Linked DNA regions of Sus scrofa: regions 1, 3 and 4 are each linked to region 2. Evidence: chromatin contacts called from public Hi-C data. All regions are on one chromosome and are shown on one strand. Each heading gives the region's core, a stretch centred on a gene start, on an enhancer-like site or on the middle of the called end of the contact. The rest is flanking DNA. Distances are from core to core; before and after follow the strand shown.

Region 1 (4,158 bases), core at 93-2,592, 64 kb before region 2:
CGCCAGCCGGCCGGGCACTTTGTGGGTTTATCCCACAAAGATCCAGGAGGAGCGCCACGTCTGTCTCCCCTGGCGGGGTCGTTGAACGCGAAGGGTCTGCCCATCCGCCGCACGCACCCCCCCCCCCGCCCCGCAGTGGGTGGTTCCCCCGCTCTGGACAGTCCGGAGGTCACCTGCCACTAGCCTAAGCCTCACGTGGTCTCACCAAGAGGATGCGCCGCCGCCGCCTAAAAATCCATCCACTAGCTGATGGCACCCGCCGATGTGTTCAGGGTGCGATTCCTTAGCTCCGTTTAGACCCCGTTACACCGAAAGCAGGAGCAAGGAAATCCAGCCCAGCCCTAGAGAAAATGGACTCGATGTCAGCAACAGAAGCCCTTCCCTCTTTCTGCCAGCAGCAGCAGCTATTTTGGGGAGCAGCTGTAGTTGTTACATAAATAGAGATGCAGCCAAAATTTCAGGCTTTTTATCCTGCTTCAAGCAGAAAAATGCTGGGAGAGTCGAGTCGCCTGGGGTTTTCAGTTCCCTCCCTTTGTATGGTTTTTGGCCAAGCGCCTGAAATAGTTCTCCTCGCTGTAAACGACCTGCTAAGCCCCACCTCAGACTCGTCCACCCAGGGACTTGTTCCCTGTTCCAAGGATGACCTTCTCCCGAGATCCCTTGTTCTTATGGAGCAAGAATGAAGCAGACACTAAACGTCTTCCATCTGACTCTCCTACTCGGTGTCCGAGATAATTATGTCTTCCCCGAAAATTACCACCCCCTTCTATGCTGAGATGAAAGCTGCTCATGTCTTTTTCTTAGGGTCACGTGTAACATTGTGACATGGTACACATGTACCCTGAACCATGCATCCCTTGGGAATCTGGCTTTATGAGTGTTTCCTGAAACCCAAGGTATTGTGCCTGGGACCCAGTGGCTTGTCACCAGGAGTTCTGTTCCCCTGGTTTTACACTGGCTACCTCTTTGATATGCAAAAAAAAATTTGATTTCATCTGCAGACACATCTGGTACATCTAGAAATAGATCTGAGAAATAGGGTGGCTGAGCGGGTTGGCATGAAATGCTTAATTATGTTAGCAACACTGAAAACTGTCTGTTTTCCATTTGTTGGTTTTAATCATAAATTTGTCAAGTGATCTGTGTTGGTACTTTATTTTTTTAATGCCTTCTGAAAAGGTCTAATGCAAAAACATTATGCCTTCTCTTCTCTCCCCCCCTCCCATATCTGACCATTAAGCAGATTGTCTCAGATACAATGAAAGAATCATCTAGAGGCGAGTGCTTCTGCTGGCTCTTATCTCAGAGGACTCAGGGAGACAGAAGGAGGGAGGGAGGGGAGTGGCTGGTGCCTGAGCAAGAAAAAGGATGATGCGAAACAGACTGAGAAGCCTTGAGGACAGAGAGGGTCGGCGGGGTGGCTGAGGCCCGGGTGCCGTTCAGAATCCAGCTGCTTAGCGGCCAGTGGGTGGGGCGGACTGTCGACAGGATTTACAGCTGGATTACACGCCTTATGTGCCCTGAGCTGTGGAATTGTCAGAGTTCAGCCGTCTGTGCGTGGCTTTCTTTTGCTTGGCGGAGGTTCAGGATCACAGAGTACTGCTGTCATAATTGAATGTGTGTTTGTTTCTGGCCGAGAACCTCAAAAGAGGCTTTCACCTCAGTGATGCCTTCTAGCCCCGGGCTGGAGCATGGGGTGGTGTTGCGGTCTGTTTAGGGACAAAGAGGGTACAAAGGCTGGAGACACAAAACTAGGTCAGCCCTCAGATACAGGGGCGGACACCCAGCGGCCTGCTAAGAGACAGGTCTCTCCCAGGTCTGCAGCGCCCAGGGTCTGAGTCCGGGCTCTGACGCTCTGAGAAGTAGCCCCGGTTCTTCAGTCCTCTGTGCTGGGGCCAGCCTGCTCCACCTCCATGTTAGGGGTCACCCAGGGTCCGAAGCAGCCGCGCCTGCAACCTGACAGCCCCCAGAAGCAGGCCCAGGGATGATGGCACCTGCCCACCCCACCCACTGGCCTTTTGGTCCCCATTTGATGCCATCCCACCTTGAGGAGTAGCTTTGTCCTCCTCCCAATCTCTTTGAGACTTGTTTGCTCTTAGCCAGACTCGCCCATAAGCCTGCTAAGGGAGAGAGGAATTTTACCCCCGTAGCCTATGAGGCCTCTTGGCATACTGATTACAAGTTCTGCCAAAACATTGGGCAAGAATCGAAAAAGCGCATTTCTGTATCTACTAGTCTAGAAAGGAAACTCAGTTAAATATGTCAGTTTCCTAGGAAGAAAAATTATCAAGTTCTTCATCCAGGAAAATACTGACTCTGAATCTTGGACTCCGAAACGCTGATATATTTTTTATGAAAGGCAAAACAGATCTAAGGCTCTCTCCTTCCTCCTCCCAACTCTCTCATGAAAAAGGCATCGGATTGCGCTCTCTAAATTTACAGCAAATCTGCCTGCCTTGCCTTCCCCCCTGGAAGACATGCTCAGAGCTTTATTTCTTCGTACCTCTCAGAAATGAAACTTCTTGCTAAGTTGCTTAAAACCTAGTAGAAGAATAAGACCTGGTTGGGGAGAGGGATTATGATATATTTAAGGGCATGATGAAGAGGTGACTCGAAGCAGGAACTTGGCTTCTCAGTGTCTTGGGCGGTTCCCAGCCTTCCACCCCCTCCACCCCCGGCGCCTGTGTAGATGCTGTAGATGTTCCTGCTGGAAACCTTTGGGATTTCATGGATGAGGTCTATGTATTGCCTTTTGCCAATGAATGGACGTGTTTTTCCAAGCGGGAAAAATGCCCTTGACTTTAGTCGCCTTCTTGTATGTCTCTGGAAAAGGGCCAAAAGCTGTTAATGAAAATGAGGATTGTGGGTAGATAGATTTACTTTGGTGACAAACCTTAAGACGCATGCATTAGCCATGCCATGCTTTTCAGAAGCATGTGCCCTGTACCCTTGTACCTCATCAGAGATCTAATCTTGGGGAAAGAGGAAAAGGAGCTAATAGTTATTATTTAAACTCACTCTGTGCCAGACACTATGCTGGGCATTTTTCTGATTGTCTTCTTGTCACAATCATCCTGGGAAGTCAGTCTGTTACCCCCACTTTCAAGTGGTGCATCTTCAGTGTAGAAGGCGTCCAATATAAACACCCATGGTGAAAGAAGGAACGAGGTCATTCAAGCATTCTCCAATTTTTTATCATTTCTGTGCCCTTTGCAATGCAACACTGTGAAAACAACCCCTTGGGGGCATCTGTTCTTTTCCAGAACCTCTTCTTGGCTCATCACCAGCTTGGTTTCCTCACAGGGAATGCTTTATTTGGTCTTCCCATATCTGATGAGCTATACACACACCACTGGCTAACAGGATATCAGAGCCCAGAAGGAAACGGCTTTGGGATTTTAGGCACACATCTTTCTCCTTGGAATTCTTTCAGCATCGGGAAGAGGAGCCTGGTATCTGCAATTAGGTATCAGATGTGGTTAGAAAAAGCTTTGAGGGCTCCGATTTCTCTCCTGGGTCCCAAGGCTTGTTTCATCCCAGGATGCATCTTTTTTAAGGTGAAAAAACTCTCACCTGGAGAGAACTTGAGGGGAATCTGATCTCCAAAAGTGGAGGAAAGGCAGTGCCCGGACCATTCATTTGAAATCCTTTCTTGTGGGCTAGGGTTTTTGTGTCTCTTTTTAATCTTAGGACTGGGGGCTCTGTATTTTCCAGGCTAGTTTAAGCATAGAAGCTAGATATGAATCCCTTTCAAGACCTTAAATGTTTTGGATAGTCATGTAGTGACTTGGATAAGCATTTAAAAAACTCGTTCCTCAGGAGTTCCCATTGTGGCTCAGCAGAAACAACCCCAACTAGTATCCATAAGGATGCAGGTTCGATCCCTGGCCTCACTCAGTGGGTCAAGGATCCGGCGCTGCCGTGAGCTGGGGTATAGGTCACAGATGCGGCTCAAATCTATCATGGCTATGGCTGTAGTTCTGATTTGACCCCGAGCCTGGGAACTTCCATGTGCCACACCTGCGGCCCTAAAAAGCAAAAAACAAAAACAAAACTGTTCCAAGGTCAGAAGAGCCCAAGAATTCCCAAGTTCCTCTCCTTGCTTCTAAAGGCACCTGTAAAGAAGATGAGTCATGTCTCCATAGCAACGTTAAAGGT
Region 2 (3,710 bases), core at 545-3,044:
AGCTGTGGTGTAGGTCGCAGACACAGCTTGGATCCTGTGTTGCTGTGGCTGTGGTGTAGGCCAGCAGCTGGAGCTCCAATTTGATCCCTTGCCTGGGAACTTCCATATGCTCCAGGCGCAGCCCTAGAAAAGCAAAAAAATAAAAAATAAAAACATGTTACCAATATTGACACTTTGAAATGCTAACTCCTCTAACTCTACTCTGAGGGTCCCTGGCACTAGTTCAGGCGTGGAACTGTTCAATGTGTTTCTATACTTGCAGCTGTCCCCAGATTTACTCTCCGGGAGTAAAATGAAAATTAAAGGGAAGACAGAGTGGCAAAAAAATTTTTTAAGATATCAAAGTATAAAGATATGCAGACTGATTTTAAAAATTAAAACTAGACCAGAATATTTACATATTTTATTAAATCTTTACAATCAGTAATTATAATCAAATACACAATTATATACAAGGATTATATACATTTTGCCCAGACTTTTACATCACAGTACATAGTTTCCCTTAGAAATATGGTATACATTTATCACCAAACAATAAAATCCAACAACAGTAGTGTTACAGCACCTGTTAGTACAGACATCTTTTTCATAAATTACATCATAAGAAAATATACGGCTGTAAATTGGGCTTTTAAAAATGTCTTTTATAAAATCTGAACATACAATATTTCATTCACAGAATGTTTTTTTTTTTCTATGTTCTGACTGAAGCCTTGTGCATAAAACGACCGGTTGGAATATTTATTAAATGCCCCCCCCCCAATTATAAGCACTATTTGAATTACTTATGCTGAGCTTTCTTTATGATGAATTTGGCATGGGGTTTGGTGAGGGAACAAATGCTGGTTTTCCTATAAAAAGGGCTGTGGTGGTAATTAGAAAAAAATATCTTGACAGAGTAATTAGAGAAGTCAAATCAGAGAGTGCACAATTTTTCATTTTAATTCCTAATACTGTGGGGGAAAAAGGGAAAGTATAACGTAAAAAAAATTTTTGTTCTGAACAACAATGGTATTCTTGTTGGAAGCCTATTAAAAGTTAAAAAAGAAAAAGAACCTACCCAACAAAAGCTCTCATTCCAAACGTATCTGGTACATTACAGTTCTTTCACACCTAAACTTTATGGAGAAAGCACTGCAAATTAGGGTATGTCATTTCAATGGACTTTCCAAAGCAGAAAAAAACTATTTCTATTAGGTAAACAGGTTACGTTTTAAAACTTGAAAATACCTGAATTAAATACTTTCTCTAATATCTGATTTTAACTTTCAGATAAAATCCTTACTTGATTCCAGGTTTGTAAACATTGCATAAATCCTTCTTAGTCAAACAGTTTTATGGCTGTGGTGATCACTTCAGCTCTCTCTCTGTACAGGCAACACTTAACTGAGGTAGACCAGATGTTTCTAAAATTCAGGGTCACACAGAATCTCCTGAATCTTTAGGAAGTAAAGAAAATGCTATAAAAGGTATTTAAAAAACAAAACATTAAAAAAAAAAAAAAGCCTAATGGTATTGAAAGTTTTTAATGAACTCAAAAACAGCTTTGTGGCAGTATGTCAATTAAGAATGGAGAGAGTCAAGGACAATGTCGGAATCTGAAACTGAACATGTTACCTTCTTTTCTTAGCTAGGGAAAAATCAAGAATAACTCCTTCTGGGTGTTTTTTTTCTTCTTTTCTTTCTTCCTTCTTTTTTTTAAACGATTCATTTTCGAAACGAGTGAACAATTTGCTTCTAGACCTCAATGGCAACAGCTCCCCCTAACGGCCAAAGGAAGGGAGAGTGGCAGTAGTCTGGCTTTTCCTAGGATGCCACAAGACCTCTGCTGGACACAAAACTATGTTGTTTTGTTAACTTAGATAAGTCAGATTTAGACAACAATGGCTCTGTGCTACAAATACAAAATCAATGTACATAAGGCTCTGTAATCCAAGTTTTAAAGGAACATCTGCTCCTTTTCTCCAAGCCCCAGTCCTATGAATCAAGGCAAGTCAAGTAATTAAGCTTCAGCTATTTTGGTGGCTTTGCAATGAAGATGAACAAAGCAGTCTATCCTTCCATAGACTGTATGTATTATAGTTCTATCTTCTTACACCAAATTTCACATGCAGAGAGACTAAAAATAGCCATTTTGGTGTCAGGTTTAATTAAGGGCCAATAAAGGTCTTGTTTACTACTCTTCCCCCGCCACCCCCCCAATGTGAATTCTCTATTAGATTACTCACTGACCCAATTAAGTTTAGATGGAATTTTTGAAAGTAGCTATTTATCCCCTTGTGACAGAATGTGTTTGTTTACCTGGGATCTAAGACTGTACATGAATATACATAACTACAATACAGCACTGCTGTTCTTTTAACAGCTCCATATACAGTTTAAGTTCATCAGTACCTCAAAAACTGTTTTAAGAAAAGGTTATTATATAATGTCATGGTAAAGAAAAGGGGAATTCTCAAATATTCCTTTAGAAATGATACAGGTAACTTTGAAAATAAAATGAGTAAAGCCATGATTTCAATTACAGGGCTATCTACAGATATCAACAACAAACTTTTTAAAACTTATATGTGGCCAGCACCAGACTGCCACACACACACACACACACACACAACACACGTACACACGCTGGAGGGCCGGACTCTCATTAAACTATATGGCTGTATGTTAGTTGCTACTGTGTAAGTTTTTTACACAGATTACCAAAGACTAATTTTCAAGTCCATATCAGATGGAATACTAGTTTTTTTAAAAAAAGCAAACTTAAAAAACCATGATTCAACAGAAAATGTGACAGACTCCTTAGGTGCAACTTTAGAAATCATAGTTTCAAAGGAGGAAAATAGTAGTTACCCCAGAATTTTTAAATCACTACCACAGTTTTATCATGGCTCCCGAAGATAGAAAAATGGAACAAAATGTATTCAGATATTGGCAACACAGGCCTTGTGGCTCAAAATGCGTACTAAACATGGGATGGAGTAAGGCTGATGGCAAGAGGTAATCACCTCCAAAGAAATGAACTGGAAAAGATTTATAATTCACCCTACTAAGATATAACCTTAAGTTCCGTTTCAGAGTAGTCACAGCTTTCCCTTTGGAAGGCCCAATGGCAAGTGCATATTGCAACATTATGTTTCACCCTTGCTCCATTTTTCAAAAATATTAAGTCCTCAAATTCCACAACACAGTATATGACCTTTTTACCTGGTCCCAAGGATTAGTAACTCACTGAGAAAAGTATACTGGCTTCACCTTTGGTTTAAATGAAAAGGACATTGTTAAAAGGGAAAAGAAATCAAGTCATTTTGATCGTGTTACACAATGAAGCAAGTGAAAATGATAAGCAAAGACCGTTTTCACCGTGAATGCAGTTGCTTCATCACCACATAGGTCACTTTGAGTGTTTTTGTGAAGGCAGCATCATCGGAATGCCCGCAATACTCATCTGTGTTTTCCCCAAAGAGCCTCTAACCCCCAAAGCAAGAAAGCCGAGCTTCCTTTCATTAGAAAGAGACTCAAATTCATATTCCCCACCTCACAGTTAACTGAATCCTGTCTCTCCAGAGACTCCAGCAATCTCCTCCTGGCCTGAGGTACAGCAGGGTGGTGCATGCTGTCACCTGAGGGGGGGCTGTGAGTTTCCATTTGTGATGGGACAGTTTAAACAAGGTCAGTTCTAGCCTAACACGCTCCAGATTCCTATG
Region 3 (3,826 bases), core at 189-2,688, 120 kb before region 2:
GGGCCTTGGACCCTCGGCCCCATAGATTCAGGTGGGTGGTATCAGATGACAGCATACCATTAGTGACCAAATGAAGCCACAGTTTGGCATTTTGGAATCCATAGATGTGTGTTAATTAATAGGTCATAATCAAATCCTTTGCCTTAGCCCTGCGGTCATATCCAGAGTGTTTTCTCTCCTAAATCTTTGAAATTGCTCCCTGAAAAGTACTTTTTGGTTCTTAAACATTACCTATTGATTACACATATTTTTAGGATTTTAAAAATATGATACATTGGGTATTTTCCCACTAGTTTCTTTAAAAAACAAAAGCAAAAAATGAAGAATCAGTTTTCACCCACTTAAAAAAGGCTTTTAGGTTTTCTTTTTTTAGTCTATATCCCAGAATAGTAGTTTCAGAGTTGCCAACTGAGAAGGGACCTATGTGCTGTGTATGCTGCTGAAAGCTATTTCCAAACACAAACTAAATATTTTAGAAAACTAGTACATGGACTCTCTCACGTGGTTTTGTGTCTAGCAGGAAAAACCACTTGGCCTCAGTACTCTAAAAGCTGTCAGCTCTTCTGATTGTAAGCAGTAATTGTCTTGGACCTGAGAATGGAAAGGAAAAAAATTACGTTTGACTTAGTAATTTCCAAGAAGGTAAATAAATGGTTCTTCTAGCAAAATGGTGTTCGTCTGTGAATCTCCACCTTTAAACTACAGTGATCGAATAATAGCTGCCCCTGGACTGAAGCAATGCTCCCATTAACTAGACCACATTTCTGTCTGTGCAGTTTGTCCATCAGTAAGTGTTCATTGAGTTCCTTTAGCCTAGCACGGCTCCAGCAGCTGCATAAGATATCAGAGCAAGTCATTCACTCTATATGGGAGAAGCGGTCTCGGAAGCAGTGAGGGATGGCCATATTTTGGTAAATTGGGCAAATTGTCATTCATCACATCGTCTCTTTCAGCACACACAGACGATTCTTCTTCATTTCCCTTTAAGAAGCAGGTTTTAAAGTGCTGCAGACTTGTAAGTGCTGGAGTGAATATCTTTATTCATTCCAAAAAAATGTATATAGCACGGGGAAGTATATCTAGTTACTTGCAATGGAACATAATGGAGGATAATGTGTGTAAAAGAATATATACAGCTGTATACATGTATGACGGAGTCACTTTGCTCTGTAGTAGGAACTGACTGAACACTGTAAATCAACTATAATGCAAAAAATAAAAATCTTAAAAAAAATTCGAACATCCACTATTAAAATTATTTTGTGTAGAACTAGGCACAGTTCTAGAATAAATCATGTTTTAGACTGCTATTGACCGTTCAGAGAAGGATATCTATTTTTAAGAATGCCTAAAATTCCTAATTGGGTGGCCTGTCGGGGTGGTTCTGCATGTTGTTTGGCCTTTTATGTGTTAACTACATCACACTTTCTATTTTAGACTGAGCTCATGTGGTCAAAATTGTATTCAGTTCTGCATATGCACTGCTGTGCTTTCTGACCTTCCTAATCCTGCGTATTTCCTGCATCATGATTTATTTAACAAGTATTTGGCTAATTTAGCTTAATTGTGGAGCAAGGGGGTTAGAACTAAGATTTCCTGATTGCTCATGTTTTGGTTCCACTAATTTGAAAGCGTGCTTCCTTTAGCTCACAGATTCTATTTACTACCCCAAGACACAAGTCTTTACACCATCAATAATGCTCCAGAGACATGGCTACTTTCTTAGGGCTTAACATCTACATTTCATTATCTTTTAATTGAGTTCTCGGACATGCAAGTGGAAAAGAAAATAATGGGTGATTAATGCTTCTGCTATGAATAAAGAACTAACTGTACATATATAATGAATATAATGTGTTTTAAAATGTCTTCTGCAGTGAAATACTGTGTTGGTTAACAGTGTCCAGACTGAGGTTTAAGCAGACTTTAATTAAAAAATGATTGGCTTACCCTGGTCCATAGCACTACGGCATGCAAATCTAAGAACACCAAATGGACACAAACCCTAAAATTGTTCAATAGCACCCCCTAGCATACATAATTTTAGGCTGGCAGCCCAGGAAGCAAATTCTGGTTCTCATTCATTCTCTAAGAAGTATATGGTTTTTTTCACACGTCCAATTATACTGGCACGTTCTTCGCGTTACCCCTGAATTGACTGGCTGAAGGTAACTACAAAGAGAGGATAGCATAATCTAGTAGAATGATTTCTTGTGCAAATATTTTCAAAATGATTTTACTTTGACCATGGCTATCTTCTATCCATCGTTTCTGCTTTAGTTGGCTGGTTTAAAGAGATTTTTGTTTTCTTTTGGAGTAAGTCATCTAGGAAAGAGGAAAAGCAAAGCTGGGAGAGGTTCCTAAATTAGATCGTGGAAATCCACAAGGTAGACATACATACGTAGCATGTTTAACTGTCTGTGGTAATTGTTCAGAACACCACCTCTGGAGCCAGACTCTGTGTTGTGTGATCTTGGGCAGGCTCTTTAATCACCCTGTGCCTTTGTTTCCTCCTCTATAAAATGGGTTAATAGCAATAGTACCTGGGAGTTCCTGTTGTGGCTCAGTGGTTAAGGAATCGGACTAGGAACCACGAGGTTGCGGGTTCGATCCCTGGCCTTGCTCAGTGGGTTAAGGATCCATTGTTGCCATGAGCTATGGTGTAGGTCGCAGACGCAGCTCAGATCACGAGTTGCTGTGGCTCTGGCATAGGCTGGTGGCTACAGCTCCGATTCAACCCCTAGCCTGGGAACCTCCATATGACCGCGGGAAGACAAAAAGACAAAAAAAAAAAAAAAAGCAATAGTACCCATCTCACGGAGTTGTCACAGTTAGTACAAAAATTTGGAAGCCTCACACATAATGCATGTTCAGTGATGCTCTACGGTCACTGTTATTATTTCATCACGGATGCCTGGGTGTGGTCATGCTCTACAGCTTGGGCTCTGACATTGAAAGGACCTGAGTTCAAACCCTCTGAGGGGCCCTGGGCAACTTGCTGAAACTTGTTTCCTCACCTCTGAATGGAAAAATAGTAACTACTGCAGAGAGCTCTGGAGTTAGAAGATGTATGTGAGATGCCTAGGCCGGGGAGACCACGCAGGACAGGTGGAACATAGCCGATACCCTCTACTTCTTTCTGAGACGCCAATGAAACAACAGTTAAAGGACTCTACAGAATAATAATAGTCCTCTATGGCTAAGAACAGAAAAGAATATCCACATTTCTCTAAGCTGGAAAGCAATGAGAGTGGAAACTGACTGAGCAAACCCCAGAAAGCCAGTTACACTGTAAAATGACCAAAAGGCTGAGGAATTGCCAGCACAGATATCTCTGGAAGTGGAGCTGAAACACAGGCTAAGAACAAAAGGATTCAAGAGTTCCCCTGTGACTTAGCAGGTTAAGGATCAGGCATTGTCACTGCTGTGGTTCAGGTGGCTGCTATGGCATGGGTTTGACCCCTGGCCTGGGAACTTTTGCATGCCAAGGGGTCGGCCAAAAATTTTTTAAAATAAGATTTAAAAATTTTAAAAACAAGAGGATTCATTGAATGTCAGTGGAAAAAGAAGACTCCTCAGTCCCCTTCTTTCTTCCTTCCAGCTGGGCACAGTTGAGGGCTGCAAAGTCAAAATGAAATCAGGGTTTTTAAGTGGAAGTCTGCATTCTGAATGCCAAGGTCCTTGTTTGTCTTCCCCTGTCGGGCCCCCAGAATGCTGGCAAGGAGGTTTTGGATTCTCTAAGACAAGGTGCATTGCACCTTCTTGGGATCCCTACCAGCCCAAACAGATGCAAGTACGCTGCCCTTGGAGGCTATTGAACTAAAAA
Region 4 (4,045 bases), core at 743-3,242, 98 kb before region 2:
TTAAGGACTACTTGGGGAGGCAGTGTACTTATGAGGGTACAGTTTAATAAAATGAATAGAAACAGAATACAGTCATATGTCACTTGTATTCTTAGAATTAGAAGCCACTTTCCTGCTTCAGTAGTGTTTAAAATCATGATGGCATTATTTAAGTTCAAAGAGTTTGGGAAATTGTGTGAATAGAGAAAAAAGTGTCAGGTTCTGTCATATCAAATGCATCCATTTTCAGTGCTTAATCCAAGCAGACATAAAGTTTAAGGGAAAAAATGATTCATTTGGAGGGAACTTACATCTTTAGTCAGAGACTACAGTTGACTCATTTTTATCTCTGTTTAAAAAATGTATTTGCTGGCACTGTTCATTTGTTTTACTGATATTTAATGAGTGCCTCTCATAAGTGCCATGCCCCTCACCAGGCACTGTGCCCCCCCGTCAAAAAGAAGGAATGTAGCCCTGCCCTCCTGGAGTTAGTGCATTACAGTTTTCTAACTGTCCCCCTACCTTCTTTGTAAAAAAATCAGGTTGTTCACCTGTTATTCCCTGACTGCGTAGCCAGAAGGAACGGTGTATATTTTATGCTTTTTAAATGTTCCTGAAAACATTCTTGAGTTTACTGTGAGGTAAAGAAGGTAAGCTCGTCTGCAAAATAATTGTAATAATTATTTCTTCTAGAAGATCACAAACAAAAGTGTTCTGTATTTTGGAGGACTAAGGTTAGAGAGATAAGCTCATGTTTGATGGTAAACAGCAGACAACCAAGCATGTAAGTCATGGCAGTTTCACTGACTGACATGGCTTCTGCTGCCCTAGGAAACGTATGAAGGATTTTTTTTTCTTTTGGGGGGGGGTCGTTTTAGGGCTGCACCTACGGCATATGGAAGTTTCCAGGCTAGGGGTTGAATCAGAGCTGCAGTTCCTGGCCTACACCACAGCCACAGCCACACGAGATCTGAGCTGCATCCACGACCTACGCTGCAGCTTACGACAATGCTGGATCCTTAACTGACTAAGCAAGGCCAGGGATCAAACCCGCATCTCATGCATACTAATCGGGTTCTTAACCTGCTGAGTCACCATGGAAACCCCTGAACTCTTGAAAGAGCTCATGTGGGGACCATCTATTTTATGTGCCATATCCCACATCACTCTGCAGGTGGTGAGAGTGGTGGGCCGGCCCACAGGCGTTTCTGTTCCGTACCCTAGCCTAGATCTTTAATTATCAGCACACCTCAGGTTCCAGAAGTACATATAGTCACCTATTAAATAGATTTAGAAGAGTTTTTCCTTTCTTCCTTCTTTTTTTTTTTTAAGTGGGGAGGGTAATGTTTTGAGAGCAAATTAAAAAGCACCTTGACTATGTTTTGAAGATAATATTGTAATAACACAGAGCAATAGCATTATTGAGACGGTGTGTTTACCAATAGACTTGTATTTTAAGATCTGAGAGTATTTCTTTTGCATGTGATGGGTTTCCTGGGAATAAGAAATCAGATCAGGCTAAACACCAAAGAAGTACTTCTGGAATATGGGCTGGTATTGACTTTTATTCATTTAATTGAATTCAATTTTAATATTCATTGTGAATGTGAAATTTTAGTTATTTTTGGTCACATTCTTGTCCCTGTCACTGCTTGGACAGTCTTTATGCTTGTGCAGTTTTATGTCTCAGTAACTGAAATTGTCTTTCGCAAATAAAATACACAAAGTCACTTAACCTGGGCAAGCAAACAATGGCTGCGTTTGTATGGCTGCTGCTCTTTTTAACACGAGACTCGTCTGTTCTTTATCTTACTGTTTTCAGTAACTCCACCTAAAAATCAAATATTACGTGCATATAATTTTCTAAAGGGAACCAGAGCTGTTATAAAAGTTCATTCCTCTTTTCTTGATGATGTTCCCTGATCCAGTATTTGGCAGTTCTACCACTGCTCTGTGGCCTCTTTAAAAGGACTTTGGTCCTTGTGAGGTAACCAACCGTAGAGACTTCCAAACAAATCTGATACTTTGGTGATGAAAAGTCATGCTCTTGTTTAATTGCTGATTCTCATCCTGTCTTTTATATGTGTGTTTATGTGTTTCAGGAAAAAAGTGCCAGTTCAAATGTCAGACTTAAAACCAATAAAGAGATTCCGGGATTAGTTCATCAGCCCAGAGCAAAGTAAGTTCTGGTTCCTATTTTCCTATATTATTTGTAAAGCTAAAAGTGGTCTTAGAGTGAGCTCCATTTTGCCTACCGGATAAAATCAAGACTTGTGATAAAGTCTCAGTCATTGAAACAGTGTGGTTTAGTCTGATGAATCAGAATTGAGAGACCCACCACATACGACAGGGCTGACATTTCACGCCAGTTAGAAGAAATTAAAGAGGAAAATCTTTATGACTGTGGGGTAGGGAAGAACTTTGAATAAGTCACAAAGGATGCGAATCCTAAAAAAAAATGATGAATGTTTATGACTGCATTAAAATTAAGAATGTCTCTTTATCAATATACACTGTAAAGAAGCGTAAAAGGCCACAAAATGATGGAATATATTTACAACACATATAATTAACAATAGTTGGGTTTTCAGCCTATATAAAGTAATTCTCTGAATCAAGTATAAAAAACAGAACTCAGAAAAACAGGCTAAAGACGTGAACAACCACTTGACTGAAGAGGAAACATGAAGAGCTAATGCATAGGGAAAAAAATCCCATTTCACACCACACACACACAAAAGTCTGATGATCCAAAGGTTTACCAGAATATGGAAAACAGGCACACTTAACCCCTGGTGGTAAGGATATAAACTGATACAGTTACTTTGGAAAATAGTTTGCATTATCTAGTAAAATTGTACCTGGGCATACCTGGCCCCCGAGCACCTCCGCTCTCAGGTATATACCCTTGAGAAACTCTTGTGCATGTGTGCCAGCAGATATAATTTGAAGTATGCATAGCAGCACTATTTGCATGAGCTCTTAAAGTGCTTGAAGGTAATACCCAAATGTCCATCAAGTATATAATGAACAGCAAAAATGTGGTATGTTCTTATGATGGGAATACTATATGTCAGTGAAAATGACCTGTAGCTGCACAGATCAAGGTGGAGGAATCTCATGAACATAAGGTCGTGGAAGTAAGTCAGTAAGATAACCTGCCTGTGTACAGTTTCACTATGTAAAGTTTAAAAACAGACAGAACTAAGCAATATAAATATGTATATGATAAAACAATAAAGATAAGTAGAAAGGAGCTCCCATTGTGGCTCAGTGGTTAATGAACCCGACTAGGATCCATGAGGATGTGGGTTTGATCCCTAGCCTTGCTCAGTGGGTTAAGGATCCGGCGTTGCCATGAGCTGTGGTGTAGGTCACAGACGCGGCTCGGATCCCACGTTGCTGTGGCTGTGGTGTAGGCCAGCGGCTGCAGCTCTGATTCAACCCCTAGCCTGGGAACCTCTGTATGCCACGGGTGCAGCCCTAGAAAGGCGGGGGCAGGGGGAACAAGGTAAGCAGGGAAATGAAAAAACATTAAATTTAGAATAGCGGTTCTTTCTAAGTGGACAGAAGTCAATGAAACCAGAGGTTCTGTTTTTTAACATGAGTGGTGATTATATGTGTGTTCCTTTAATTATTCTTATTTTAAAATGTACAAATAACGCTGTATTTTTTCTAGGTCAAATATTTCACAATTAAAAATATTAAGGAAAATAACGACTAGTTTTCTAGATTGTCCTAAAACTGAGTCTCCCTTGGTGATAAAATGCACTTGGTGTAGCTATGACTCTACCTGCTCTTCTTCCAAGAGACCACAAGCCTCTTTCGTGCTCTTTGGCCTAAATAGGAACAAGTCTCCAGGGTACTGATCACCTGAGTACACTGGACAGTCACCTCCACCCGACAGTAAATCTGTTACGTGTGTGTAATAGCGCCCCATACGTCAGTACCATCGGTGGAAGGAGCTGTATTCTCTGCGTCTTCCCAGGAAGTTGAGACAGAAGTTAGCGGAATTGCTTTAACCTGGCTTGGAATTGCCACAGCCATGGCCACTGTGACATGGTGG

What was found. Hi-C and Micro-C count contacts between places; a contact is called where the count stands out from the background.
Region 1: a contact with region 2 is called in a Hi-C map of liver, with 2.3 times the contacts expected there. The contact joins two enhancer-like sites. A contact is called at or near these places in 5 of 47 Hi-C or Micro-C datasets (embryonic fibroblasts, epiblast stem cells, liver and 1 more).
Region 3: a Hi-C map of embryonic fibroblasts shows a contact between it and region 2, with 2.6 times the contacts expected there. The contact joins two enhancer-like sites. A contact is called at or near these places in 6 of 47 Hi-C or Micro-C datasets (embryonic fibroblasts, fetal heart ventricle, heart right ventricle and 2 more) and 1 of 2 datasets of contacts at active chromatin or transcription factors (skeletal muscle).
Region 4: a Hi-C map of liver shows a contact between it and region 2, with 5 times the contacts expected there. The contact joins two enhancer-like sites. A contact is called at or near these places in 4 of 47 Hi-C or Micro-C datasets (epiblast stem cells, liver, skeletal muscle and 1 more).

Annotation. Positions count from the first base shown.
Region 1 is chr9:125,844,864-125,849,021 of Sscrofa11.1, forward strand. C9H1orf21 reads left to right here. Exons shown (of 6, transcript XM_003482739.3): 6 at 1-1,139. Among named protein-coding and RNA genes, the nearest start is that of EDEM3, 140 kb to the right of the region's middle. Within about 2 kb of position 1,343, at least 40 of the 83 cell types and tissues checked have an H3K27ac peak or open chromatin away from gene starts, as enhancers often do. A contact at or near this core is called in liver and skeletal muscle, where this site is marked.
Region 2 is chr9:125,908,472-125,912,181 of Sscrofa11.1, forward strand. EDEM3 (ER degradation-enhancing alpha-mannosidase-like protein 3) reads right to left here. Exons shown (of 20, transcript XM_021102628.1): 20 at 390-3,710. Among named protein-coding and RNA genes, the nearest start is that of EDEM3, 73 kb to the right of the region's middle. Within about 2 kb of position 1,795, at least 12 of the 83 cell types and tissues checked have an H3K27ac peak or open chromatin away from gene starts, as enhancers often do. A contact at or near this core is called in liver and skeletal muscle, where this site is marked.
Region 3 is chr9:125,786,398-125,790,223 of Sscrofa11.1, forward strand. The region is part of intron 3 of C9H1orf21; the gene reads left to right. Among named protein-coding and RNA genes, the nearest start is that of C9H1orf21, 180 kb to the left of the region's middle. Within about 2 kb of position 1,439, at least 6 of the 83 cell types and tissues checked have an H3K27ac peak or open chromatin away from gene starts, as enhancers often do.
Region 4 is chr9:125,810,414-125,814,458 of Sscrofa11.1, forward strand. It overlaps C9H1orf21, which reads left to right. Exons shown (of 6, transcript XM_003482739.3): 4 at 2,082-2,158. Among named protein-coding and RNA genes, the nearest start is that of EDEM3, 170 kb to the right of the region's middle. Within about 2 kb of position 1,993, at least 3 of the 83 cell types and tissues checked have an H3K27ac peak or open chromatin away from gene starts, as enhancers often do. A contact at or near this core is called in liver, where this site is marked.